Linked DNA regions of Mus musculus: region 2 is linked to region 1. Evidence: chromatin contacts called from public Hi-C data. All regions are on one chromosome and are shown on one strand. Each heading gives the region's core, a stretch centred on a gene start, on an enhancer-like site or on the middle of the called end of the contact. The rest is flanking DNA. Distances are from core to core; before and after follow the strand shown.

Region 1 (4,220 bases), core at 625-3,124:
TGGAGAGCCTACACTGGGCTTTCTCACTTGACAGCCAGAATGAGGTTGCAGAGAAAACCTGCATTCAACACAAGTGTCTTTTTTAACTCTCCAGAGAAAATGAAGCCAGAAATGAGTTTTGTTTTGTTTTGTTTTAATTTGTTTTCATTTTCCTTATGCCAAGCTAAGTATTCCTGAGAGAAAACAGAGCTTTTCAGGGAGCTGGTCCCCCCCGCTCCACAGATCTAATTCTGAGTGATGACTGGTTTTCCTACCCAGGATCTGAGAGAATTCATGTTGACTCTTAGTTAATCTTCAGTTTTACAACCAGTTCAGCTGCTTTTTCTCTTTAACGACCTAAGTATCTGCTATAAAATTTTCCTTTCAAATAAATTGGAGGTCTGGCTTTATTCTGTCCTGAAGTTTGCAGCTAAATATTTATGTATGTTCTGCGGGAAGACAAGAGACTGTGGGGCCTGTAGTAGAACTTCTCAGGTAATATTGAAATGGCCGTCGGAGTCCCTGACCTGTGGATGCTGTGATCTGCCCCAGTGAAAGAGGTGTTGGTTATCAATTTCACCCTTTTAATTTTCTCTAGTTTTTACTTTGCTAGTCCAGTTTTTACTTTTGCAAGATCTGAGATGGCATTGGATCATGCAGGTGTTGGTAAGGTGAGAGAAACCCTTGAAAGCCTCCGGTGAATGCACCTGAAGTGGCATCTAATTTTCCACCCAAAGGGGCCACACTCACTACCTGAGAAAACCAGGAATGATGCAGAACTCCTGTCGCTCCTTTGGATTCTTTTCCTGCACGCACTCATTTCTATCATGAAGTCCTGGGCCATGGCTGCAGGTTGCTGAGAGCAGATGAAGAAAATTTCTGGGCCTCCTTCACTGTCTCCTTGGAAACTTCAAATTTAGTTTGCTGTGGCTACAACATTCCTCAGGTCGGGCGGTGGTGGCTCACGCCTTTAATCCCAGCACTTGAGAGACAGAGGCAGGCGGATTTTTGAGTTGGAGGCCAGCCTGGTCTACAGAGTGAGTTCCAGGACAGCCAGGGCTACACAGAGAAACCCTGTCTAGTAAAACAAAAACAAACAAACAAAAACAAAAAACAAAACAAGATTCCTCAGGTAACATGCCGAGACCTGCCAGGCCTCCTGAGAAGGAAGACTTCTACTACACCTCAAACCAGGTGTGTACTTCTAGAACATTCTTAGTACCACACACAGACACACAGACACACACACACACACACACACACACACACATTCTCTCTCTCTCTCTCACTCACACACACACACATCATCATCATCAAAACAAACCTCTCTGACTTCAGCTTCTGACCATGAATGTCCTTTTCTGGACTCTGGCTCTTGCCATCCCTGTAATAAGAATCTCTGTGGCTAACCTTGGCCGACCTGCATAATCAGGTATCCATGCATCTCAGGATCTTAAATCAGTCACATGACAACTACCTTGTGTGAGCTAGTTCATTCAGAGACTTCCAAGACCAAAAACAGAGGTGATTCCGTCAAACATAATCAGACCCTGCCAGGTTTTCTCAGCCTAGCCAATCCTGGAGTTCAGTGCCCCGACCCCAGCAGGTTTAAGCCTGGCCAGCTCTTCTAAGGCTCCAGGCTGCAATCAGTCCATGAGCTCCTGCCTGGCTTCACAGCATCGATGCAGCTTGGAGGCCTGAGCATCAGGAAGAGTTTTATAGGTCAGCGCAGGAATTTCAATCTCGGTGTCACGGACACAGTGGGTAAGCACAAAGGGAACACAGTTAAAATGTGCTTATACTTCGGCCAGCCCCCATTCTTTCCAAGGCCTGGCTTCTGAGGGTGTAGCTCCACGGGGGTGGAGCTGGTCCAATTTCATGCAGGACAATTCTGGGAATTCTAGGATGCTTAGCATCCCAGACCTTTGCTCTATAAAGTCTCGCCTCATCCTCCTCCCCACCAACCATTGTGACAATCAAAACAGACTCCCACGCACTTCCTAATGACCACTAGCAGGGCGGCATTGCCAAAAACCTCAGGCAGGACGATGCTTATCTGTGTAGTTGAAGGTCCTCAGGGAGAAACTGTTTCTTAGAACACAAACAAACACTTGGTCAGGTTTTAAATGCTGGGTCCCAAGTAAAACCCTAAACTCTGAGGGCTAAGGTGGCTCCTGGGGAGGTTTGTGGTGGGGGAAAAGGAGCTGTCAACTTCTCCATGATCCCCACTGCCAGCTTGATGACCTCAGTGAGAGTTCAAGGCCAGCCTGGACTACTTGAAACTGCACTTCAAAACAAAAACAAAACAAAAGCCAAGAGGTGCTCCCCACTCTTCTTGCTGATGGGTTGATGCTACGTTTCGATATGGTTTGTCCATTCTGAAACTCCTGTTGGAAATTTGGCTGCTACTGTGGGTGTCTCAGAAGGTGAAGGCTTTGATGCAATAGTTAGAGGAGAATTACAGCCTTTCCTGAGGGACTGAGTGTACGTTTGAGTGAGAAAGTTGTGATAAAGTGTACCCACACCCCGTGTTCCATCTCTTACACAGATTGCCCTTCGGTTCTCTGCTGTGTTCTGACCCACACACGTGGTCATGGATTCCAGAGTCACGAACTATACCCACCGCTACACTTTTTAAGTTACAAGGTCTCAGATGTTTTCTCATAGCAACAGGAAATGGTATATGATTGCGTGTAACTGATTTATCTTCTCTGATGGGGTTTTGTGGGGTTTTTTTAGAGCTTCCTCCATGGGAATCTTTGTCACAACTCACAGTACCTAAGAATGCTTTACATGGCCTGAGGTCATGGCCCCGCATCCCTATATCCTTGGCAATGTACATGTATGTCCTATGTACATACAGAGAGGATAAATATGTCTTTCCATGGAAAAGAGGGCAAAATCTGGAAGTCCATTTTTGTTCCATAGATGGTGTCCACGGCCTAACTTTGAAATATTATGCCTATCGCAGCTCAACACGGAGCTGAGCCTTCCATTGCAATATCCTGCTATGGTTACAGATTCAGAGAGCATTTCCAGGGCAAACAATGTAAGAGATGATGCTCAAGTGCTAAGAATCGCTGAGTCCCTGAGTTTTAGGTTTGTTTGTTTTGTTTTGTTTTGTTTTGTTTTTCTTTTATAACCCTGGCTGTCTCTGAACTTGATCTGTAGACCTGGCTGGCCTTAAACTCAGAGATTACCCCTGCCTATGCCTCCCAAGTGCTTGGATCAAAGGCATACACCATCACCACCCAGCAGGTTTTCATAGCTTTGACAAGAGTATTTAACTCGTGTGTGTGTGTGTGTGTGTGTGTGTGTGTGTGTTCGTCCCAATCTGTTTTCAAGCTGAATATTGGAGATAGTTCTTCAGATTCCCTTGCGCAGTAGAGCAGTTAACAAGGACTTTTTCTCCCAGTCAAAACTCTGGGAAGCTAGGCATGGCAGTACATGACCATAGTCCCAGCATTCAGGAGGCTGAGGCAGGAGGGTCATGACTTTAATTCCAGCCATGGTGACACAGTGATGCCCTATCTCAAAAGTAACATAATATAAATGGGTTCCTTTCTTCACAACTTAATGTCTTAAAGGCCAGAAGCCTGCTACGTTGTATCACTCTCTCCTCCAAAGGGCTTTTGGGACCCAAGTAACTTGCCGTTCATTTTGTGCATAGACTCTCCAGAATGTCTGGAACACAGAGGAGTGACTAACAACTGTGATGAAAACAGAATAGCCTGCTTTACAACAGCAACCTCTGCAGCAGGACTTCACATTTATAAACCATCGCTCATACAGTTTCTCCTTTGAGCCCTATGAGGCAAGCCACTTCCCACGGGAAGGAAAGCTAAGACAAAAGGAAAGACTAACAGTGGGAACTATTAGGTACTGAGTGGGATTCTGTAAGGACGTTTTTGTTGACTTACTTAAGACTGAGAGTGAACAGAAACAGTAGACCTTGTTATTCCAGTAGACCGGGCTTCAGAAAGGGGCAGTGACCGGTCTAAGGTCACACAGCAGCAAAGTGTCTCTTTCTGCAGTCCCACACATTTAGCTTTCTCTCCTGAACTAGAATTTGATCAATAACTTATAAAATGCCCTGCTATTCACTCTATGTCTGGGGGGAGGGGAGGACTTAGGAATTTTTTTTATCCACTGCTTTTATTGAATATTAATGCCAGAAGAAGACAGAAGGCTAAAAGGGGTAGACCTTTATGGTTCCCACTGTTGGCGTTATTTAAGGCTGG
Region 2 (4,220 bases), core at 830-3,329, 140 kb after region 1:
ATGGCTCGTGGTGGTGGTAGTGGGTTCTCTTCTGCCCAGAGAACAGCCTCTTAGTCTCTGTAAAGCTTGTATGTATTCACCCTGTTTATCACAGGTTGGCCGTTTGTCTTGCTGAACCGGGGGCCTTATTTTTGGCCAATAACTTAGAGAATTATTTGGGAGAGAACTTGACAGTAAAGGAAGCCCTTCCCCGTGTCACGAGGAAGTGTTGGTGTACTTTCACATTTTAAATGACTGTATACTTTTCATGCCAGGACTGAAAAAAAATGGAAAGGTTGGGTTTTCTGGATTTTTTTTTCCATTTTTTATTAGGTATTTAACTCATTTACATTTCCAATGCTATACCAAAAGTCCCCCATATCCACCCACCCCCACTCCCCTGCCCACCCACTCCCCCTTTTTGGCCCTGGTGTTCCCCTGTACTGGGGCATATAAAGTTTGCAAGTCCAATGGGCCTCTCTTTCCAGTGATGGCCGACTAGGCCATCTTTTGATATATATGCAGCTAGAGTCAAGAGCTCCGGGGTACTGGTTAGTTCATAATGTTGTTCCACCTATAGGGTTGCAGATCCCTTTAGCTCCTTGGCTACTTTCTCTAGCTCCTCCATTGGGAGCCCTATGATCCATCCATTAGCTGACTGTGAGCATCCACTTCTGTGTTTGCTAGGCCCCGGCATAGTCTCACAAGAGACAGCTACATCTGGGTCCTTTCAATAAAATCTTGCTAGTGTATGCAATGGTGTCAGCGTTTGGATGCTGATTATGGGGTGGGTTTTCTGGATTTTTAATGAGATCAAAAGCAGAGTTATAAAACAGAGTGAGGAAAGGTATTTCTACAGGTCAAAAGCAGTACATATATATACTATATATATATGTGTGTGTGTGTATATATAAATATATAATATGTATTATATATATAATATATATTATATATTTAGCTTTGAACATGGCAACTTTGTTGTCTAGGAAAGAATAGTCCATTTAGCCTTTTTCTTTTTTTTCCTTTTTTGGGGTGGGGTGGGGTGGGATGGGGTAGTATGGGTGGAGCAAAGGTCACACTCTGTAACTCAAGCTTAGCCTCAAAGTTATGGCAGGCCTCAGCAACCCCCCTCTCCATGCTGTAGTTATAGTGTTAGCCACTGTACGGGTTGTATATAAGTCTGATACTGTAATTTAAGGAACAGTTTTGCCTTTTTGTTTCTCTCTTGTTTGGTTTTGGTTTTGATACAGGTTGTCAATCCCTAGCCTAGACTGGCCTGAAACTTTTAGGAATTCTGCTGCCTCAGCCACCTGTGGCCAGTAACTATTAGCTTTGGAACTGTCCACGGGACTCCTTTGGCCTTCTTTGCCCACACAGCCGTTGTTATGTCTCTGACTTCAGCTTTTTACCTTAGAGCTAGCGGGCTGCTGTGGGTACAGTGGCTTCAGCTCACCCCAGGTCAGCGTGAGCACTCAGCTAGGATTTTATTTTTCCGCTCCTCCTCCTTCTTTTTTCCTTCTCTTCCTCCTCTTCTTCCCTTTCCTCCTCCTCTTTGTCCTCCTCTTCCTCCTCCCTCTGATTGGATAGATAGATCCAGATCTTGTGACTTACTTGTACCATAGCCAGAGGCCCCTTCGGTGCTTTGCGATGAGTCATTTCCTAATCAGTGCCAAGCCTTGGGCCTGGAGCTCCCTGCCCAGGGGTGGGGACAGCAGGCCTGTCTGCAGCTGGGAGGAAGTCCTTGTTCCAAAAGAGCAGGGCAAGGGTCTTCGGGAGGAATAGGATGAATGGCCTGAACGGTCCTGAGGGTTCTACCCATGGGGGTGGGTAGGGCACACCCTGTGTCCCCTAACCTGCTGTGGCCATGTGGATTCAGAGTGACTGCCAGTGTCTTAGACAAAACCCAAGAGCAAGGTAGCATCTCAGCCCTAGGGGATTTAACAGGTTATCTGGGGAGAGTCCCGGGTTCCTTATCAGAACGGAGGTAGAGGGTGGGCTAGGCCTGTGCGCTGCAGGAGAGGAAGCGGACACAGGGTCAGGGTTGCTAACTAGAGTGACTGGGCCAGGGGCTATTTAAATCTCTAGTGCAGAAGTTCCCACTGGATTGAGCCAGGAAGGGACGGGGTGGGGCCAAGGGTTAAGAGGCTTGGCTGTGGGAAGAGAGGGCTGTGGACACTGAAAACAGCCGACCAGGCCTGGAAATCCTGGCTGCCTGGACCTCAGCTGAGAGGTTCTTAGTGCCTTGGGCAGTCGTTTGGGCCTGCATTGGTTGTAAATGACTGGGGTTTGAGTGAAAGAATCGTATTTAATAAGTTTGAAACAATACCGAGGATGGTGTTTTTTGGATATAGACGCACATGTGGATTTTATTTCCCATTTTGAGATTGGGTCTTAGTAGCCCAGGCTAGACTACGCCAGAGCTCATGACCCTCCTGCCTCAGATTTCTAAGACCCAGGACTATAGTGTGCATTGTAACTCCTTGCTAGTTAATAGCTTTAATTGTTTAGTGCACCCACTCCCACATCCTCAAACTAAGTATGCAGCCTTATCTTACACAACTACCAGGTTAAGCTTATTACAGTAATTTCTTCATTAAACCTAAAACAACTCAGTGGTTTTGAATGCTGTTGCCTATCAAGTAGGTCTGTTCTAATATTTTTGAGCAAGGGAACCCCCCCCCCCCCCAGTGCCTTTATGCACCGTGCTGAATTTATTGCTTGGTTCTCTGTTTCATACAGGTTCCATCCCAAGGTAGTTACTGCTTACCTCACTGATTGCAGAGCCCTACTATGTCAACTCATTTTATTAACCTCAAAGCAGGAGAAATGATAACCTTTACAGAGTATGGAAGACTGTCTTAAAACACACCCATTTAAATGCTGCCTTCCCCAGGAGTTCTGGATGATTGAGTTGACTGAGCCCACAGGCTTTAGCTGTAATTCAGAGAGGAAGGGCGTGGCTTCCACCCCACACTGGAGCCCTGTACTCTGAGAAGCCCGTAATCTGGTGAAGGGGCTTTTACCATCAAAAAGGTAGGTGAGGGCATGACGGCTGTGGTGGGAGCCAGGGGAAGTTCCACATCCAAATGGCAGTGCCGAGTGGTGCGCCCTGACTTCCGAGAAGGGCTGCCGGGGTCCTGGGGGTTACCAGGAGACAGAACATTGAGGTTGGCTGCAGACCCCATTGTGTGTTAGAGAATACTTGGGTCTTAGAGACAGTTCGGCCTCGTCATCTTCGTGCTGCCCAGGGTCATCTTTCTGAGCCGGTCCTCGTGTGTCTTGTCTTGTATTGTTTTGATGTCCCTGGGTGCTTTGGGGAATTGAAAGGCTAAACTGTGTATTTTCTTCTGTCAGACTTTACTTCTCAGGGCTGTCATTGTGCCTTGATCTGACAGTCCCTCCACCCTCTTAATTACCAGTGGCATGGGAAACCAGATCCTCCCTCCTGTGAGAGTTGTATCCCAAAGGAGGTGAATTGGCTGGAAGGCTGGATGTGGGAGGAGGTGGAGGTTGGGACCTCTCTGCTGGACTCCGGTGAGCTTAGTCCCTGGTTGTGACAACTCCAAACGTGTTACTAGGTTCCTAGCTGTCTTCTGGATGAGTTTACAGCTTGTGGCCTGTCAGGCTGCCCTAGTCTTGTCTCACCAACAGTGTTTTCTCACCCGTGCCCAATTCAATTTTATCATGAAAAGGAAAAAAAAGAACATTTTATCGGATGGTGAGGACGTGGATAGAGGGCAGCCCAGGCCTGAGGGAGAGGCCTTTTCTGATAGTCCAGTGTTCTGGAAATCCATGGGACTTTCTGAGCCATGGCATGGACTTTACCATTATGTTTTTAGCAGGTAGAATTAGCAGACCTGAAACCTGCAGTTAGAAATAGCCTTGCATCCTGGGCGCCTGTTGTGTGATGCATAGAGAGGCTGAGATCCAAGGGGCATTTGACCTTAAAGGGGCAGCAGCACTGGAGACCCAGGGAGGATGTCAGAAGATCCAGGAGGAGAAGAGGCAACAGGCCATGAAACCGTCCCCGGGAAGTCGTCTGTGTTAGGGGGAGGCTGAACCGCTCATCCGGAGAACTCACTTCAGGGGAATGGAAGGATTTGTGAGGGAGACGCAGACTCCTGGGTTCCAGCTCCGAGGATTGGCTGTGGGGCCTGAGAATGGCCACATCACTCTGGATACAAGTGAGGAACACTAACAGAAGATGATGACTCAGGCAAAGGTCTCCCACCCCAGGAGAA

The links. Hi-C and Micro-C count contacts between places; a contact is called where the count stands out from the background.
Region 2: a Hi-C map of uterus shows a contact between it and region 1. The contact joins two enhancer-like sites. A contact is called at or near these places in 6 of 484 Hi-C or Micro-C datasets (the N1E-115 cell line, embryonic fibroblasts, embryonic stem cells and 2 more), 3 of 115 datasets of contacts at active chromatin or transcription factors (embryonic stem cells and intestinal villus epithelium) and 1 of 9 other capture datasets (embryonic trunk).

The regions. Positions count from the first base shown.
Region 1 is chr2:59,525,222-59,529,441 of GRCm38.p6, forward strand. No RefSeq gene overlaps it. Among named protein-coding and RNA genes, the nearest start is that of Gm39831, 15 kb to the left of the region's middle. Within about 2 kb of position 1,875, at least 15 of the 459 cell types and tissues checked have an H3K27ac peak or open chromatin away from gene starts, as enhancers often do. A contact at or near this core is called in uterus, where this site is marked.
Region 2 is chr2:59,668,867-59,673,086 of GRCm38.p6, forward strand. The region is part of intron 2 of Tanc1 (tetratricopeptide repeat, ankyrin repeat and coiled-coil containing 1); the gene reads left to right. Among named protein-coding and RNA genes, the nearest start is that of Tanc1, 59 kb to the left of the region's middle. Within about 2 kb of position 2,080, at least 189 of the 459 cell types and tissues checked have an H3K27ac peak or open chromatin away from gene starts, as enhancers often do. A contact at or near this core is called in uterus, where this site is marked.